Regions from separate parts of the Anas platyrhynchos genome. Here region 1 is linked to region 2. Evidence: chromatin contacts called from public Hi-C data. All regions are on one chromosome and are shown on one strand. The core of a region is the stretch at or near the end of the contact, and the rest is flanking DNA. Distances in the headings are between cores, read along the strand shown.

Evidence for each region. Hi-C and Micro-C count contacts between places; a contact is called where the count stands out from the background.
Region 1: a Hi-C map of small yellow follicle shows a contact between it and region 2, with 2.3 times the contacts expected there. The contact joins the enhancer-like site here to the promoter of SUFU in region 2. A contact is called at or near these places in 5 of 8 Hi-C or Micro-C datasets (liver, skeletal muscle, small yellow follicle and 1 more).

Annotation. Positions count from the first base shown.
Region 1 is chr6:27,838,092-27,841,440 of IASCAAS_PekinDuck_T2T, reverse strand. The region is part of intron 3 of SUFU (SUFU negative regulator of hedgehog signaling); the gene reads right to left. Among named protein-coding and RNA genes, the nearest start is that of SUFU, 35 kb to the right of the region's middle. Within about 2 kb of position 1,265, at least 2 of the 8 cell types and tissues checked have an H3K27ac peak or open chromatin away from gene starts, as enhancers often do. A contact at or near this core is called in small yellow follicle, where this site is marked.
Region 2 is chr6:27,802,813-27,806,132 of IASCAAS_PekinDuck_T2T, reverse strand. It overlaps SUFU (SUFU negative regulator of hedgehog signaling), which reads right to left and starts at 1,857. Exons shown (of 13, transcript XM_072039740.1): 1 at 1,543-1,857. The coding sequence starts at 1,730. ACTR1A (actin related protein 1A) reads left to right here and starts at 2,945. Exons shown (of 11, transcript XM_027459990.3): 1 at 2,945-3,103. The coding sequence starts at 3,056.

The sequences.
Region 1 (3,349 bases), core at 16-2,515, 36 kb before region 2:
GGAGGAGAGCCTGAACTGCAGGACCTGGAGGCACAGAAAGCGAGGAGCTACAGGAACAAAGCAGGAGCTAACCACTTGCACTCACCTCCTGCTGGAAACGGGGACGTGCACCCTCCCTTCCCACCTCTTGCACCCCATTTGTAAAATGAGACCATCGAAATCTTTAAGCTCCAACCAATGTTTTAACCAAAAGATGCTGAAGTTTTTGTAAATTTGGATTTACATCTCAGCTGTGGTTTTCGTGAATGTTGAATTGGAGCATGGATCAGCCAGATAGATCCTCGCAGACATCACAGCACAGATGGACAGGAAAAACCTCCTGCAGTTTTTGTCCCTTCCTATTATTTGCAGTGCTGTCAGCAACGCGAACTTCTCTTCATCCGCACACATACAATGTGCTAATTTTTCCTGCACACAGATATTTATTTCCATAACAACAAGAGATGAGTTGGCACAGGAGGTGTGGGCTCATCTCAGGTACAGCAGAAGCACAAACACCTTATGAGGAGCAACTCACTTGATGCAGGTGTGGTGGTTCCCCAAAAAGCATCCCCATTTTTCCTGTACCATGTGGACTAACCAGAGAAGCAGCCTGCCACTTCCCAGCTCGTTTCTGGCACTGCTGTGAACCAGGACGTGACCAGGACCTACAGTGACACCAATATGGGTTTACAGCCATACTTTCTGCACGTGTTTTGAAGTCTACTGCATTTATTGAATGAGAAACCTCCAGTCACAACTGGAAACGACTTCTAGCTGAAATACTGAAAATACAGATGTGAAAACAGGCATTAATGCACACATGAAATAAATGTTTCATGTAAAAACAAAAGATGTCCCAGTGCTAGGACAAAACCTGCCTCTCTTTCCTAATAAACGCAGAATGCTCCTTTGCAAATTGTCTTGGTTTAGGAAGCCTGCAGGTTTACAGCCACAACAGTAAAACTGCCTCTGCAGTGATCCCATCACACCCCTGCTGCTCTCCCATGCCCTGGGAGATTTGGGAACAGGCTCGGCTTTACCCAAGCCCGCTCCCAGCATCCACTGACCCAACTTTTTCCACTCCCACCAAGCCCTGCTCCGACAGCCCTTTTGATCTGCTGAAACGCTGTGCAGATGACTGTGCTGAGGCAGTTTCTTATCAGTTCCGAGGAGGGATTCAAGTTTTTCTCTAAAAAGAGCGAGCACAACAGATAGGGCACGAGGCTTTGTGCTGTATTAATGAGACAAAACGCATTTGGGCCCAGAATCCAGGAAGGGGTAAGAGAGCTTTCAGTGAGAGCTGTGAAAAACCATGGGAAAGCATCTCCTCTGCCATTCAACAAGGGCAACGATCAGCCTGTGGGCAACAAGTGCCAGGACTACGGTGGCATTTGCTTCTGCCACGTTGAATTTCCAGGACTTACACCAACACAGCAGCACGATCTGTTCTCATGAAGCCCAGACTTTGTTTTTTTTTCCTGCAAGCGTGCGTTTTAACAAAACCTCCTGAACTGTTCTGCGCTGTTAGGGAACGCTGATTCCACAGAACTGAAATGCTTCATAGGGAGGTATCGATTTCATAAGAACTGAACAAGGAAATCGTTACAGCATTTCATTGCAAACTTATTATTTCATTTCATAATTTATAACAGCAAATCTGAAGCTCCCTCTAGCTCCACAGCACTGAGAAGTCTCTAAATTTTCCATAGACCGGCTCTTGCATCGCTCCATTATGCAAAAGCAGCATCCATAACACAGCTACACCAGACTTCTCTGTTAAGCCTCCCGTATTTTGAAGTCTTTAAAATGTCATTATCCATTTTCTTTTACAGCCCGCATAAAGCAGGTGAGGCTCCTTCGTGCAGCAACGGTCATAATTCAGCTGTGCAATCTCTCCTAACTTTACTATCCAACTGCTCAATAACGAGAGCTGGGGAAATAACTCAGAGGCAACCGTTCCACCGTGGACTAGTAAATTTTCTTTGTGTAACGTTGCTCATGTATTTTCTTGGAGCGCATTCCCCTCCCCTTTAATTTGACTAAATATAGCTAATGCCTAGAGAAATAAATTCAAGTCATATTCTTGGCCTCAAGATGTTTTATAAACAGTGTGGCGCATGCAATCCATGCTCGAGAGGTGTTAGCGAGCTCTAGAGAGAGACACAACCCGTTTCCCGCTGCATTTTCCATTTCTTTTTTAAACCTGTCGTTTTTACATCTACGGAATAATCCTGCTAGGAGCCCTAACTCCCCCGAATAACCATGGGGAGCAAGGAGAAGAGGACAACAAACGGAGACAAGCGGTGGGAGCTGAGAGCTCCATCCAAAGGCTGGCCCCAGGAAGGTTTCCCCAGGAGCAGGTAAATCCCTGTCTGAGCACCTGCGAATCAAATATCTTCTCTTGCATGTGTACAGGGGACAGTATGGGGGAAAAGACAGCGCTGATGCTGTTCCACCAGCAAGGAGACAACTCGAAGCATCCCTCCTGCCCATGCATGGCCTGGCACAGTCTCCAATCTAAGTCCTGCTCTGGGCAGCTAAGATCACAGCAGCCTGATTCCAGCAAAGGCCAGAAAATTTACCCTTCTGACATGGCCATTCCAACACTTCTTTAGATAGATTTTCAATTTAGGGAAATCAGTTTGTAACCTGACCTTTCTTCTGTGTCACTTCTGAGACACCTCTTCCTTCACGCCAGCTAAAACCTTCAGAGGCGTTACGTTTCTCCCTCTAAACCAATGAGTTTGATAAATCCGTGGTGGTTCTGAGCTGACACCGAGCAGAGGGGGAGAAGCCCCAAGTACTTTAACTACTAAACATGCTCACTTTGGGGAAAACGGCTGCTCTGCTGCGCTCATACCCTTCAAAAGCAAGTTTCTGTGTTCCTCCTGTCTCTGCAGAAAGCCAGCCCATCATTACATGGTCACTTTATTCCAAGATGAATGCGATGCTGCTGCAAGAAACCACCCTGCGTGCCCCCCTGTGACAGCAGGGGCTACCTGGATCCCTACCCTGCGAGCTTGGGCTGAAAAAACCCATCTGAAATTCAGGACAGCGCATGGCAGCGGGGATGCTGGCAGGCGAAGGCGATGACCGCATCCCTTTGGCGAGCCAGCCCTATGTTATCTGCGGCGCTCGGCGGCTGGAAAACTTGCTGCTGCGAGGGGCAGGAGCTCGGAGGCTGGGTCCAACCGCCAGATCTGGGCTAAAATGGAAGCAGGGAGAAACAGGAGTGAGCCAGCAGAACTTGGAGGAATTCTGCATCCGATGGCGAGGCAGGGAAGGATTTCGAGCCCCAGACTTACGGGTGCAGGAATGTTTAAGAGGCCCCCTGCGAGCTCCTGAGCAGCACGACAGCGATGCAGCC
Region 2 (3,320 bases), core at 608-3,107:
GGTTCACACCAGGAGCTGGCGGCGTCGGAGGAGTTTATTAGGAAGAGCCCAACTTCAAAGCTGCAGGTACAAATGCTTCGCGTTCTCTATTCATGGAGCTCATTCAGGAGCAAGAAGCACGGCCTCGGGGGGGAAAAATGGGGTTTGCATCGGGGCGGCACCTTCCCCTGGCTGGTGCTAAGGGCAAGCTGAAGGAACCCAACGTGGGCAGAGGGGAAACAGCTCCATGGAGAGAAAAGCAATCACAAATTCTCCCAAGACACACAAATTGCGTTGAAAATATTAAAAAAAGACAAGTTTCATGAAAAATGCCACGCAACCCTGGCCAGGTTTCTTCCCAAACGAGGCTTTCCCTTGATTTATAGGGGCACCAAGCCCAGTGCGTGCTGCGAGGCTGGCACAATCCCATTAATCCCAGACATGCCCGAGCCCCAAACTCCGGATCAGAAGGCAGAGCCCGAGCCTCCTGGCCAGGAGGGGAAGCTGCAGCCCCAAGGAACTGACCCAGCGAGGGAAACACGCTTCCTTCCCCATGCCCTGCCCTCACCAGCCCCATCTCTCGCTGTGGGTCACCCCAAAAACACATCCCCCTGGAGCTGCCTCCCAGCCCCACACCTCCCTGACACCCAGTACGCTGCCCTGTGGCATCCCCAAACCTTCCTGGGCATCTCCCCGGGCCTCAGCCTGCAGCCCCTGCACCTCTCCCTGCACCCCCAAACCCCTCAAAGCTCTCCCTGCTCCCCCAAACCCCTGCAGCCCCGCTGCTCCCCCATCCCAGCCCCACTTCTTTCCTCAACACCCCTCTCACCCCACAACTCCTCCCACGACCCCACAGTTCCCCCCCAAGCCCCCACAGCTCCCTCCAGTCCCTCTACTCCCCCAATACCCCGATATTCCTCCCCCAGACCCCAATGTCCCCCTCAGACCCCACTACTCCCCCCCAGGCCCCAGTGTCCCCTAATGTCCCCCCCCAGACCCCAGTATTCCACCCCTAGCTGCACTACTCCCCCCTCAGACCCCAATATGCCCCCCAGAGCCCCCAAATCCCCCCTCAGACACCACTACTCCCCCCTCAGACCCCACTACTCCCCCCCAGACCCCAATATCCCCCTATATCCCCCTCCAGACCTCACTACTCTCCCCCCAGACCCCAATATCCCCCAATATCCCCCCCAGACCCCACTACTCCCCCCCAGACCCCAATATCCCCCAATTCCTCCCCTCAGACCCCAATGTCCCCCTCAGACCCCAATGTCCCCCCTCAGACCCCACTACTCCCCCCAGGACCCCAGTATCCCCCCCTAGACCCCAATACCCCCCCTTAGCCCCACTACTTCCCCCCCAGACCCCATTACACCCCCCCAGACCCCAAATACCCCCCATATCCCCCCCAGACTCTAATACCCCCCTCAGACCCCACTACTCCCCCCACGACCCCAATAGCCCCCTCCCAGCCCCCAATACCCCCCCTTAACCCTCCTACTCCCCCCCAAACCCCCCAAATCCCCCCCCAGACCCCCCAAAATCCCCCCCAGCACTGACCAGTACTTGAGGATGGCGGTGACCTGCAGCGGGTTGGGCTGCTCGGGGTAGAGGCGGCGGCACTCCCCATAGATCCCGTGCAGCCCCGGCGGGAAGAGCGATGGAAACGAGCCCGAACCCGACCCGGACCCCGCACCAGAGCCCGGCCCCGCCGCGGGGGCACCCCCAGCAGGCCGCACGCCCTCCATGGCGGCGCCTCAGCCGCTCCGGAGCCGCTCCGGAGTCGCTCCGGTTCCGCTCCGCTTCCCCCGGCCCGGCCCGGCCCAAGCGGCGCTGCGCGGCGCGGCGCTGAGGGAGGAGGGGGGGAAGGGGGCGGGCCCCGCGGTTGCCATGGAGACGGTGATTGACAGGTGGGAGCAGCCAATGGAAGCGCGCGGCGCTGAGGGGAGGCCCCGCCTCGCCCCGCCCCCTCCTCGCCGCCCTCACGGCTCCGGGGCCGCGCGCTGAGAGCGCGACCCCTGGTGGGGGGGGGGGGGAGGGGGGAAATAAGGGGGCTGTGAGGGGAAATATGGGGTCTGGGGGGGCTGTGAGGGGAGATCGGGGGTCTGTAGAGAGAGATGGGGGGCTGTGAGGGGAAATAAGGGGTCTGTGAGGGGAGTTGGGGGGGTAATGGGGGCTGTGAGGGGAGATACGGGGTCTGGGGAGGGAGCTGGGGGGACTGTGAGGGGAGATAGGGGGTATGGAGGGGCTGTGAGGGGAGCGGGGGGGGCTGTGAGGGGAAATATGGGGTCTGTGGGGGGAGCTGAGGGGCTGTGAGGGGAGCTGGGGGAGAAGTTGGGGGGCTGTGAGGGGAAATACGGGGTCTGGGGGGAGATGTGAGGGGAGATACGGGTCTGGGGAGGGAGCTGGGGGTCTGTGACGGGAGCTGGGGAGGCTGTGAGGGGAAATATGGGGTCTGGGGAAGGAGCTGGGGGGCTGTGAGGGGAGATAGGTGATCTGGGGGGGTCTGTGAGAGCAAATGTGGGGTCTGGGGGGAGGCTGTGAGGAGCTAGGGGGATTGTGAGGGGATCTGTGGGGCCTGTGGAGGGAGATGGGGAGGGTCTGAGGGGAGATCTGGGATCTGGGGGGGCTGTGAGGGGAAATATGGGGGCTATGAGGGGAGCTGTGGGGTCTGGAGGGGGCCGTACACCCTCAGCCACCCACTCAGGCCTCCGCTAATTTTCCCTAAAGAACTGAGGCCGCAAACCGCATCTCAGCATTTATTGGAACATTTGAGAACTTACTCTGCGTGTGCCTTTTATTGCAAAAAAAGGGGAAAAAAAAAAAGCCCCCCGTGTCTCTGCGCCCCCCCATTCACACCCTCCCCGCACTACAACTCCCAGCATGCCCCGCGCCCTCCCGCCGCACCCCTCCCACAGCGTGGGGCGGGGAGGGGCCAGGACTACATCTCCCATCACCCCCCGCGGCCGAGGGGGAATACATCACCCAGCCGGCCGCGCGCCGCCCTTCCGCGCATGCGCCGCCGCCGGCTGGGCTGTTGCTCCCTGACGGGTGGCTGCGGCGGCTGCTCGCCATGGAGTCCTACGACGTGATAGCGAACCAGCCCGTCGTCATAGACAACGTGAGTGCGGCCGGCGGCGAGCCCCGGGGCCGGGGGGGGAGCGGGGAGGGCCCGGCGGCGGCGATGCCTTTGTCATGGGGGCGCCCCCACCCCCCCCCCCCTCACCCCACACCCGGCCTGCTAGGGCGGGGCTACAGCGGCTCGGCGGCTCCTGATTGGCTGAGCCGGCTGTCAGTCACCCGCCCGAGGGGCGCCGCCCTTCGCCTGTGAGGAGCGG